Regions from separate parts of the Zea mays genome. Here region 2 is linked to region 1. Evidence: chromatin contacts called from public Hi-C data. All regions are on one chromosome and are shown on one strand. The core of a region is the stretch at or near the end of the contact, and the rest is flanking DNA. Distances in the headings are between cores, read along the strand shown. Region 1 holds the start of LOC103633243 (WAT1-related protein At5g64700). Region 2 holds the start of LOC100281686.

Region 1 (6,483 bases), core at 1,274-3,773:
GAAAAAAGAAAAGTCTTTACGAAATGGAAGGCCCAATCATCTCCCAGAATGAACTGAACTTGGTGATGCGATGACACAAAGGGTGGCGCATACAGGGTGCTGAAACACCCCCCAAGAACCTGCTTTCAGATCAGATATACACATGATGAGTGCCTGCCAGCAGCCCAGCACGCACCCTTTCTGCATGCAGTGATCGCACAAACACCGGTGGCCCGCCCCGCCAGCCACGCCTTCTTGCGTGAATCAAAGACGCACGGAGCCGGCAGATCGCTTTGCATGCATGATCCGCATGTCAGACTTTGGCCGCCGCGTCGTCGTCGTCGTCGTCGTCCTCCCCGTCCGCCGGCTGCACGGCCGCGGCGTTCTTCTCCGCGTCTCCGTTGTCGCGGCCGCCATCCGTCGTCGTCGTCGTCGTCGTCGTCGTCTCACCCACCGCCGCCGCCGCTTGTTGCTTCTCCTCCCTGCTCTTGCCCCACAGCACATTGTAGAGGCCGGCGACGAGGAGGACGCTGCCGATAATGCTGCGCCCATACAGATGACACGATGAGTCGCGTTGCAGAGATAGAACTTAGAAGGCGTCTGTAGGCAGACAGTTAGCGAAACGACTCGTCAACTCTCGTTCCGCATGTGCTCCGTGACCACGCACCGTCGATCCATAGGCTCCGTGTGTCGCCGAGACGTCGACACGGCGGCACTTGCGCAAGTCAAAAGCGGATGGTTTCGACCGCCGGTGACGGCGACGGTGACGGCGACGTGAGTGTGTGTGGCTGGTAATTCAATCAATGCGAATGCGATGGACGATGTGGACGCGAGGCTTATTAGCACTGCTGCACTGCGTACCTTCCTAGGCTGACGTCTTCGCCCAGCAGGAAGGAGGCGATGGCCATGGTGAAGACGAGGCTCAGCGGCATCGACATGGACAGGAACACGGGACCTCTCTTCTCGATCACCCAGATCTGCAGGTAGTACGAGATCGCCGCCACGACGACGCCCTGGAAACGAAGAGCGGCACCAGCACTCAGCGTACAATCAACAAGGCTGGCCTGGCCAACGGATCAAGACGCGTTCGGTTATACCGTGAAGAGCACGGATGCGAGGCTGACGGGGCCGGCGAGCTTCCACCGCGACAAGTCCCTCTCGAGGACAAGGGCGATGGCCAGCGACTGGACGCTCGCGAACGCGCACTGCAGCGTCGTGTTCAGGAGCTTGGAAGGGTACTCCAGCAGCAGGGGCCCCTGCTTCACCGTCCAGAGAGACCATATCACGACCGACGTTGTCATCAGGAAGATCCCCAGAGCCCACTCCCTGCTGGAATGGTGGACCTGCGCGGCGGCCGCGCCCGCGTGCTGCTTCAGCAGCTGCTGGTGGTTCGGCGACTTGAGCTGGGGGCCCTGGTACAGCGCCAGCACGATGACGCCGGCGACGCAGAGGAGTATCCCGCAGGCTTTGGCTATGCCATGGACGCTCCTGAGCTTCAGGGTCTCCATCCTGTCCATCGCAGACAAACGAACGACGAGCGTCAGTCAGTAGCTGGCTAGCTGCTGCTACTACTGAAACGGCTAGCTACCACAAGACACGAGTAATGCGACTAATCGATCATTAAGCTGGATCAGTGAGTGACCTGAACATGACGGCCAAGAGGAAGGCGACCACCGGCACGATGTTGAAGATAGCCGACGAAGAGGTGGCCGAAGCATATTTCAGGCCAATGCAGTACAGGTTGATCGTTCCAGCCATCCTGATCCAACGAACGCGAACCGCTCAGTGTTTCCAGCGACAAGAACAGAGACAATAATCTGCCTCGGCCAAAACTAGCTAGCGCGTGCTGAAAATTCGCCAACATACATACCCGTAGAAGCCGTGAGCAAAGATCTTCATGCAGAGCCTCAAGTTCAGAGGTGGCGCCGGTCGCTTCCTGCAACAGCAGAGAACACCAGATGAGCTGAGCTGCTACTATCTTACTCTTACCATTCGCGGCGACTTGACAGAGAGCAACGCACACATGCGTATACAGATTTACTGTTTGCCAGTAGATTAATTAATCGATTATATAGTGGAGCTGGCTCCTATGACTTGCTCGCTAGCTTCGTCGTCCTTGCATGCATGAGCATGGCCGAAGATAAACGGGTACCTACCTGATCTCAAGGAAGGCGAAAGGCAGCAGGAAGACGGCCGCGACGGCGTGCCGGTAGAAGACGAAGACGGTGGTGCTCGTGCCTTCGTTGAAGGCCGCCTTGGTGAGGATGTGCATCCCCGCGTAGATGAGCCTGATGAGCACCACCGTGGCGTACACCTTGCCGTTGCCGCTACCCATGGAGGCTACCCACTACACAGTACAGGACAAGGATCGGTGGCGCATCAACACTGCCGCTGTGCCTGCCCCAGAGCTCACTTAGCGCCGCTATATATACGCGAGGACGGCGACGAGCCAGCCAGGTTCGTTTGTGTGAATTGCCAGGACTGCATAAAGAGAGTATAAAGTGACATGGAAGAGCGGGGGCTGAAAGTTCTCTGCATGTTCATGCATGCGTTCCGGACAACAGAAATATCAAGCAGCACAGTGATCGAGATTTATAGAGGCATTTCTTTTTCTCCCTTAAAAGATACCAAGTTTTTTTTTTGCTCTGTTGTTTGCTGCTGCAAAATTTAGCATTACAAGATATATATCTGCTTTCGAGACGATGGACAGCATTAGTTCTTTTCTTTCTTAATCAAAAAAAGAAGGATGGATCTTAATTGCCCAAGTGGTCATGATGCTTATACTACAAAACATTCAGTAGTGCGGCTGGCCACAGACGAATAATAACCCAGCTGCCACTAGAATAAGTAGAACACAAGTTTGTTGGATAAAAAGCCTCCTAATTTGTGGCATGCATGGGTTTGTTTATGGAAAAGGTGTTCATGGGAGAAGCTTCCCTGAACTCCTGGCATGGTTTACTTTTTATAAGAAAGGTAATCACGTGCTCTGCCGTCAAATTGATTAAGGTTTTGCGATGACTGATGTTTTTTATATCAACCAGAAGTCTTCATTAAGAAGACATTTTTCTAGCGCCTACAAGTAATGAAAAAAAAGAATGAACCCCATCCAAGGAAAGAGAATATCAAAGGTAACAGCTACCTTTCCTTAAAGGGGACATATCTTGTGCACATGGAAGATTGATGCACATGGTGCACATATTAAATCATCACCACTCATTTTAGATCTAACGTCTCTAGTTGATCATTCAATTTACAAATAACACCTTCCACCACTACACACCACCACATTGGAGGTGTTCTCAGCAAAATATACCAAATAACTAGAGACGTTAGATCTAAAATGAGTGGTGATGATTTAATATGTGCACCATGTGCACCAATCTTTCATGTGCATTAGATATGTTCTCTTCCTTAAAAAAAGATGGAATATCTCTTTGACAGATAATAATTTTCTCGGAGGCGAAATTGAAGGATCAAAGGATATTTCATTACCTTGGCAATTGTAAGATGCCTCCAAGGAAATATACATGTATAATTCTTGAGTCCTAACTCATCAAACCCCCAAGATAATGACATATTTACTTGCATGCTATTGAGAACCGCCAAAGCAGTTTTATATTTTAACGAGTTATTATAAGAGCATCTCCAAGAGACTAGCTAAATAGTTTGTCAAGCTAAATTTTAGCTATTTAATAACGAAATAGCTCTCCAACAGACTAGCCATTTAAATTGCCAAATTATCCGGCTCTCTAAATTGACTCTCTTACTAGCCAAATTTGGCTAGCAACTTTCGCTAGCCAAGCTAAATTACATGTTCGAGAATATGTTGGAATGAGATGTTATATATATATAGTTTAATTTTTATGAAGAGACAAATACAGAGTAAAATATAGAGTCAAAAGTAAAAAGTATCTTGGAGATGCTCTAAATCACCAAAGTAAATCAACATTTTTCTTAGCTATTATTCCATACTTCCAAGAAAATGTATAGGTATAATTGGAAACCACCAAGACATTCCTAAATCCTTGAGTAAATTGTTGTGCTTGTGCATGTCAAGAAAAAAATGTTAATTTTTCTAGTCATTTCTCTTAACCACCAATACAATCGACACAATGTTGTTTTGTTGGTTAGACTGGCCCTAACGGGGAGAGAAAATATGAGGCAAATAGCTCGAATGTGCCATGCTACAGTGCTGCGTGGCAATGCAAAATGAAAGCGCATCTAACGGAGAGATATATATGGGCACACATTAGGAAAAAAGACAGTGTATTAAATGCTTATGAACAACGCGTCCATGGCTTCGGTGTGCCGTGTGCGGTCGTGCATGATGCATAGAGAAGAGAGGGTATGTAGGATATGCATTTTTTTGGCTCTCCTCGGTCGGGCATGTAAAATGCATCGTGTGTATGCATCACCTATTGTAGGCTTTTGCGTTACAACTACAGTGGCACACACGGGGCAAGGGGCAAAACAAATATGCATCTCCTTTTACATGTCCCATCTTAGGCATTGCATTTTATAGACAAATGCTTCCTTGACATATTTTTAAATGAAATGTGTTTTTTACATGGGACACACAGAGGGTATAATTTTGAGTTGTATTGGCACTTAACCAGAGATATATAGTTAGTTTTTGAATTGCTAGCATGCAACATGTTATATTTATATCAAAGTTGCATAACTCTTTGAGCTCTCCAACTTTATAGATTTAAAGTCATTTAGAGTCAAAAATTATGTTTTGAGTTCTCATATTTTTAAAATCAAAATGTCGGAATTCTCCAAATGATAGACAAAGAATATGATCTAATTCAAAGTTACAGTATTTGATGAGATATAAAACTTTTTGCATGTGAAATTGATTAGTCTTAAATATTCATTACTAGATTCAATATAGCGAATGCAAAAGGAATATATCATCCAATTTGGATTTACTTGTTTGAGCTTCGATTTTTGGACTTCTGGCTATTGTCTTTACTATTAGGTTGTGTATTAATTTTTTTTGTTTGTGAGCACACCAAAAGCCAAAAATGGTGCTCTTTGTTTGGTTGGCGAGTGAAGTGGGATGGAGCCGCTCCATTCTTCGTTTGATTGTCGAGCGAACAAAGTGGATCTAAATAAGAAATATTCCCATCAGATTGGACTAGTTCGCTAAAAACTGTGGAATCTCACTGCTCCACTTCTCCCTCTCTTTGTGGTGGGTCCAAATAGAAAATGAAATGATTCCACTCTGATCTTAAAATTTAGAATGAAGCCACTCCACCCTCCAAATTGGAAATGGACCTATTTCACTCTAGTGGTTCTCCAACCAAACGGACCAAATTTGCCTTTTAGTTTTTAGTTCCTTTTTCATAAGCTACCTTTCTAGCTTTTTGAATTCAACTCAATAGTGAGCTATTTGCTTCAGCTTCTAACTTTTAGCCAACAGAAGCCAAATAATAGATAAAACAAACAAATCCTTACTCACAAGTGACTTTGTGATGAAGTGGTAGGAGAGGCTCATGCGAGACTTTAGGTTGTGAATGATCTGGTAAGCGCATGCGCATGAAAATCGTGTGACTGGCTTAGCATAAGGTTATTTTCTTTCTTATGCATATCCTTATCGGTTGATAGAAATACCTTTACGTCATCAACCCTCAAGAAAATATAAATACCTTATACCACATCCATTTTTATTTATTTGTCGCCACATAGTTCAACTTTGTACTAACAGACGACAAATAAAAACGAATGGATGGAGTATATAGCTAGTGGTTGGTACAAATACCATAAGTCAACAACCCTAAAAAAATATGCATTCCTTAGAGGTAAGTAAATTTCCTTTGCCCTCTACTATCGATAGGGGTGAAAAATGGTCGGAATAAATTATGTTCTATACCGCTCCAGTTTTTATAGAACATTTGGCGTGCCAAATACTAGGTCATCGGCCCTGCTCCCATGACCGACATTTGACGCGCCAAGTAAGGGGAATCTGGAATATGATTCTCCTAGCCTACCGATGAAGTTCCAGCTTTGACATTCGCTGGGCGTGGGGCGGATGCATTCCGTCTCCCGGGCGGAGTTGGCCCTCCTTCCTTTGCATTTGGCTAGGTAAGGGAACTTCGCACTATGACTTCCTCTACCTACCAATGGATTTCAGGAAGGAGGCCAACATGGGCTACGACTTCGTGAACCTAACCTCACTGGAGGTGGCTTGCCGGCCGTGAGGGCCCCCCGTTGGGGCCCACCACACGTAAATGTGAGCTCTCAAGGGCACCACAAAGACCCAACACGTCGGCCACAACCCAAGATCCATGGCGTTTGTGGTAGTTAGCGTCGACCTACTACCAGGCTCCATGGCGTTCGGGGTAGCCTTCGTCGGCCATCGTCAAGCTCTGTCCTCGACCCTCATAGAGGTAGTACGATCCATTGTTTGACCTTTAGTGTTAGTGAAAGTCGCCTAGAGGGGGGGTGAATATGGCGAAATTGAAATTCTCAAAAATAATCACAACTACAAGCCGGGTTAGC
Region 2 (6,483 bases), core at 2,360-4,859, 190 kb after region 1:
TAATTGATTTAGCCAGGAAGCGTAACTCTATTTCTGATTATACACAGGACTGAATAATGGAGCAGTGGGAGAAAAGCTACTACATAACAGCAATTGCTGGATCATCCAACGGGAGCTCATTGGTTGTCATGTCCAAAGGTCTTGATTTGACCTTTTCTTGTCATTGCTCAGGCTTGCATATTGATCTTCCATTTCCTCACTACTTTCCCGTTAGCAGTGCAAAATCCTATTGTTTCTCTTGTATGTCATAAAGCAATCTCTATTTTAAGCCCTGTTGCGTCGCGCATTAACTATCAGGGCCTGCGATGGTAGTAATTTGGGGTAATATATTTCCACTGTTGCAGGAACTCCTTACACCCAGAAATCATACAAGGTTAGTCTATGTTAGGCAAAGGGTAATATATTTCCACTGCTCCGGACCTCCGCCTTCCCCAGCTCACACGTCAAGGTATGTCCCTTGCAGCTGCAAACCATGTGTCTTAAGAAACATCTATCTTGCCAATGCTTCAGATCTCGCTGCCATTTGCATCTCCTGTCACCGTTCCAAGCTGACCTTGCAAAAACTTCGTAGGAGAAATGGGCCAAGAACCTCTACATCGCTTCGATCTGCTACGGGCGGACCGTGTGCTGATGGCGCGCACGTGGGAAGTGGAGAGAGAATAATGGTCATCATGTTGATTATGATCAACGGCCTGATATCTTTAGGTTGGTTATATTCTCATTAGCTGCAGTTTCCATTAATAAATGGTCTTCCTTAACCTATCCTCTTGTTTCTTTTTGCAGGGGAATAATTAGATATGCGAGTGTCCATGCTCATTTGGGGCGCACTGGTAGTAGGAGGGATGATTTAGAGTCACTAGCATACACCCTTATTTTCCTGATAAGAGGAAGATTACCTTGGCAAGGCTACTAGGTAGGTTTCAATACACATGTTGACTCAACATTATGGTATTCTTCTGGAACGCCTGTCAGCCACAGCAAGCTGTGGCCGTACATGAAGTTGTTGTTCTGTTGCTAGCTGGTGCTACCCATCTTCAACGGCGCGACATACATCTACGAGGCGCACGTCCGGCGCTACTTCAAGATCAGCAGCTACGTGAGCCCCAGCTACAGCGAGCACCACCGCCGGGTGCTGCAGATGACGAGCCTCAACGCGCGCAAGTCCGTTGAGCGCTTCATCGACACGCACGGGCCCGACGCGCTCGACAGGATCATCCGAGTTGTGAGTTCTTTCTTCTTCGTCGTCCTAGCTACACGCCTTGTTTTTTTGGTTTCCCTGACGGAGAAGCATTTGAAACTGGTGTAGGCTGAGCAGGAAGCCAAGAGGACCTAGCAGCTTAGCATGCGCTGTACAGTTATCGCTCGTGTGAATTACTTTGTGTAGTGCAGACATGGTACGTGTGCGTGTTTGTTTGATACTCCAATGACTTAACTCAAAGGTGTGGTCTTTGTATCCAAGGACTTAACTCAAAGGTGTGGTCTTTGTATCCATTGGTATTGAGCCATTTGTCAAAGAGCGGTATATGAAACAAATGCTTGGTGTTTGTAGCTTTGTTATTGAAATAAGTCTTCCCATCCATGTAGAGCAAAAGAGATTTATAGAGAAGGCAGAGGAAGAAAAAACATTTAAGAAATAGAAGTATGAGAAGATAATAAAAGCAGCTGAAAAGCAAGCTGTTGTTGAAAAAGGAGCACCTGATGTGCAGACATGAAAATATTTTAATATATATAGCGCAGGAATATATATACTATATACATATTTTTTTCTCATTGTCTTTGACTGAAAACAACATGCATATGCAATTTTTTTAAAAGTAAAACAATATTTTAAATGCACATATATTTGTTGTCTTCTAAAATAAGGGACCAACAATTTCATTTGCATATGATGATATTATTATTATTAAGCATGTGGCTTTGAATATTAATGTTTCAATTGGATCTTACTGCTACCGCGCTCGAAGACTAGATCCAGGGCTTCGAGGACGAGCCTCCTCTTTGGAGGAGGTTGGCCTCGCCGGGCCGCTGGAGTCCGCTGGCGCCGTGCTCGACAGCCAGATCTAGGGGCTTCGAGGATGAGCTAGATGAAGGCTTCTGTAGCTACTCGCCAGAGGACACTGTCACATCCACGTGGGACAATGACGTCTACGATGCTGGCATATTCCTGTTCACGTTTGGCGATAATACATGCGGGCCACCAGATCTCACGCACTGTACCACGAGACCATTTCGGTCGTCTGATGACTAACTGTTATCTATATCACCATCAGATGTTCAACCATGTAATTGATGTGTACTAATATTTAATCAAATAATTTATGTGCCGTCGCAACAAAGCTAAATAATTTTTGTTGTTCCGTATCTATGTTTTATATTAATTTTTAACTTCCATGACAATGTACGGGCACATCACCAATATGTTCGTTCGGATTTGAAAGTTGATGTTTGTGCTACTTATTTGGTCTAGGAACTAGATTTTTCTACATTCGTTCGGATTTAGATTGAACAATGTTCCTTTGTATATTAACAAAGAAAAACCGTAGCAATGCTCCTTCGGATATGAACAAAGAAAAACCGTAGCAACGCACGGGCATCATACTAGTTATATTTTAAGACATTTAGTAACACTAAAGTATTTCTTAATCATGTATAATCTAATTTAAGAAACTTTGATGATTATTTAAGTCATTTTCTTTTTTTCTCTTAGTTATTCACTCGTTCAGCAATGTGGTACACATCTCTGTTTAATTAAGTTATTTTGTTACCGTTTTGGTCATTACATTACAGCTTTAATCATTTCTTTACAATTTCGGTCATTTTATTACTGTTACAATTTAATCGTCCAGTCAAAACACGAGACACACAGTAGTCCATTTGAGCATGTGGATTGATCAGGTACGACAACGCCCAATTAGAGCATGGGACACACGGTGGATGGTTTAGAATGTATGGGGGCTGATCTGCACATCAGTGATTGTTTGGGTCGGTCATGCCTCACCCTATGTGATGAATAGTGTTGTATGCCGTCTATATTATAGAACACTCAAATCTTTCTGCTCTCATCCATTTTTGTCTTGGACAGAAACAAAAATTAGCTAATTCGATGTGGCTTTAATTCACTTGAATTCTACTTTTTTACAGTATTTTCTTATATAGATTGCAGCAGGAGCAGGAGTGCAGGACGATCAGTTGGCTGAATATCATCGTCCTGCGAACTGCCGCACCATTTTCTAATCCGCAGCAGTTTTAAGCTATGACCTCCATTTTTGTCCTGCTTCCAACTTCCAACTTCCAACAGCCTCGCATACTGCTGTAGTAGTGCTGCCTTCTATACATGGACGGAAAGAGTTAAATCAACCTATAACTATTACAAGCTTACAGCTCCAGCAAAGCACCGCAGGTTATGATGAATCAAAAAAGTGAAACCCGTTAGTTAAAATAGTTAACGGATAATAACTGCCATACCTACCGACGAAATCCACAATATACTAGTATTCTATAGATAGCAACGCGTCGGAGTCGGAGTGAAGCTGTCCATTTCCCACCAACCCAAACTCGTACCGTCCAAGACGGGGCAAAGAATGCCCGGGGAAGCCGGCGAGCTGGAGCGTGGCGGCAGCTTGGAACCGGTCGTCCTCCTCCCTCCCCGTCGCTCCCGACCTCTTCCTCCTCCTAATTTAATCCCACCCGGCCTCCCCGTTCTCCCCGACCGCATCCCCCCTTAACCTCCCTTCCTCCTCCTCCTCCTGCGGTCCCAACTCCCATACTTCGGTTCAGGAGGCAGGCAGGCAGGAAGGCAGGTTCGAGGGGGGATTGGCTCCGCTCCTGCTCCATTGCGCGCGATCGGGCTCGTTCTTGTGATCTATCTAGCCGTTTCTTGGGTCAGTGCTGGAAGGTCAAACTGTTGGTGGAAACCTCACCGGGGTGCTTCAACGAACGCGAAGGTGTCGCTGTCATTTAGCGCGTCTTGATTGGATTTGACCTGTTGGCCTGGTGGCGTGTTGTCGTTGATTGAGCTCGAGGATGATGAAATGGGGGCTCAGCAGCGGCACGCCCGCGGATTCCTACTACGAGGTACGGTCAGATTGCACGGACGGTGTGCCCAAGAGCAAGTTCAAGATCAAGGTCTGTTTTTTCTACCTTCATATGTCTGTCTTCTCTTTCATTATGTATCCGTCAATTTTGATTCTGGTGTGACGATGGCTACATTGAGCGTTGAGCTTCCCTGGTGCCAATGCTAATTAGATAAATTTTCACCATATATTGCTATCAAATTATATACGTTTTCTTAGCAGTGCACCACCATAAATTTAGAGTTGGCTTTGCCTAGTGTTGGTGTAATGCAAGATGGAGAATCTGTTGGTTCATTGCTGCAATAAGCCAATAACTCATCTTTCATCTGCTCTGTAAATTGCTGGCTTGATAAAGAAGGGATGTTTTTGCAGTACTACTAGCATCAATCTTCGTCCTTGTCTTAATAGTATCCCATTCCATGCCTTATCAGCACCAAATAGATGAGCCCACTCAATACATTCAGTTCTTTCATAACTCTTTTGTAGCCAAATCTCTGCTACAGAATCCAAGTTTCTCAGTTTATATAATAGTTTCAATTAGGTCAGATCGAAGACAAAGAGTTTTGGTGCAAGCTTACTTACTCCTATATCAATATTGATAGCATTTTTACATGTGCTGTTGAGGACTTGATGTCACACTTGTTCTTTTGTCTACAAAAACACAATCATTTCTTGTTCCAAACAACTATATCTTATCTACTCCATTTCAGGCTGGCAAAACATTAAGTGCTCGGAAATGGCAGGCTGCATTTAGTCCCGATGGCTGTCTTGATATTGCCTCAGTCCTAAGCCGGATACAAAGAGGAGTAAGATTCCTTAGTTTCACATATGCTCCTTGTCCTACAGATATTTCTTATGTGTGTTATGCTCATTTACTAATGTTTACATACCAATCAATATGATCTATCTTCTTTTAGGGTGTCCATCCGACAGTCAGAGGAGAGGTCTGGGAATTCTTACTTGGTTGTTTCGATCCCAGAAGTACCTTTGATGAAAGGGAAGAGATCAGGCAAATACGGAGGTAATTGCTTGAGTAAAAATATATAGGGCATTTCTTGTTTGATAGGTATTTTTTCTCATTAGGAAATCTGTAAGTATTTGCCCCCTTAAAGTTATAGAGTGATAGTAATGCATGTCGACTCACCAATTAAATTGTTGCTTTTTTCTGCTAGTTATTCCATATTGGATCATCATTTAAATTTCCTGTTTTTTCTCTTACTAAATACAATATTTCTACCAAGAAAAGTTAGTGTGACCTTTGTGGTGTAGACAAAGAAATAAGGTTTGGCACCATCACCCCTTTTGAGGATGGCAAGCTTCAGTTTATACTCAATTATCATATAAAGTAATTGTTTAGTTCCTCCCCATGTATTGTCCTCGCATTGCAGATGCTTCCTGATATCTCTATAATAATTTTTTCTGATGATTTCTATTTATAGGAATAAAGAATTATCCAAACATGATGTTCGCTTAGCTTGAATTTGGTCTTGAACGTAATTAACCCGTATGGCCTCAAGTAGGCCACCATGAGAGTGGTAAGAGATTTTTATTGGGAAAACTTAGATGGCATAGATAGAGGTATACTTGTTAGTAAGAAGCTTTTTCATAGGAGATCTCAATGAACATGTAGGTACAATAAATGTAGGTTTGAAGACGGTTCATAGGGATTTTGGATATGGTAGTAGGAATCAATAGGGAGAGCAAGTCTTGAACTTTGCTTTAGCTTTTGATGCGTTGATAGCCAACATTTTATTTAGAAAAAGAGAGTCCCATTTAGCGACCTATAATAATAGCCAACATTCTAGTTAGATTGACTTTATCCTCACGATACGAGAGGATAAATGATCATGCCTCAGTTACAAGGTGATACTTGAGAAGTGTGTTGTCTCTCAGCATAAGCTTGCGGTGGCAGTCATTCATTTTCAGGTGCATACCCATAGGGATAAACAAGCTAAGATTACGAGAACAAAATGGTGAAGACCGAAAGGAAAGGCGTCAGAAGTCTTCAAGAAAAGGGCCATCAAAGAGGGCACTTGGAAGGAAAAAGATAATGCAAACAACATGTGGAAGAAGATGGCAACCTACATTCGAAAGGTGGTCTCAGAGGTTTGTTGAGCAACCAAAAGGAGTGGAGACGAAGCTAAAGATATTTGATGGTAGAATTAGAAAGTCCAAAGGGTTATTATGGAGAATAAAGAATGCTATAGACAATTGAACCATAACCTGAGTGTGGACAACATAGAGAAGTACAAAGTAGCAAAGAAGACCGTAAAGCGAGCTGCGAGTGTGGCAATGGGTAGGGCATACGCGAATCTTTGCTAATGTTTGAGTATGAAGGAAGGAGAGAAAGACATATAGGATGGCTAGAGTCCCTGAGTGGAAGAGAAGGTGCTTCAATCAAGTTAAGTGC

Evidence for each region. A called contact is a pair of places that touch in the nucleus more often than the background predicts.
Region 2: a contact with region 1 is called in a Hi-C map of endosperm, with 2.5 times the contacts expected there. The contact joins the promoter of LOC100281686 here to the promoter of LOC103633243 in region 1. A contact is called at or near these places in 7 of 25 Hi-C or Micro-C datasets (bundle sheath, ear, endosperm and 2 more).

Annotation. Positions count from the first base shown.
Region 1 is chr7:162,846,413-162,852,895 of Zm-B73-REFERENCE-NAM-5.0, forward strand. It overlaps LOC103633243 (WAT1-related protein At5g64700), which reads right to left and starts at 2,524. Exons shown (of 6, transcript XM_008654940.4): 1 at 2,136-2,524; 2 at 1,850-1,915; 3 at 1,622-1,738; 4 at 1,077-1,488; 5 at 841-992; 6 at 1-521. The coding sequence starts at 2,314. The coding sequence ends at 293.
Region 2 is chr7:163,030,514-163,036,996 of Zm-B73-REFERENCE-NAM-5.0, forward strand. It overlaps LOC100281686, which reads left to right and starts at 3,610. Exons shown (of 11, transcript NM_001154606.2): 1 at 3,610-4,125; 2 at 4,784-4,879; 3 at 4,991-5,094. The coding sequence starts at 4,024. It overlaps LOC103634319 (casein kinase 1-like protein HD16), which reads left to right. Exons shown (of 6, transcript XM_020540922.3): 6 at 48-263. The coding sequence ends at 53.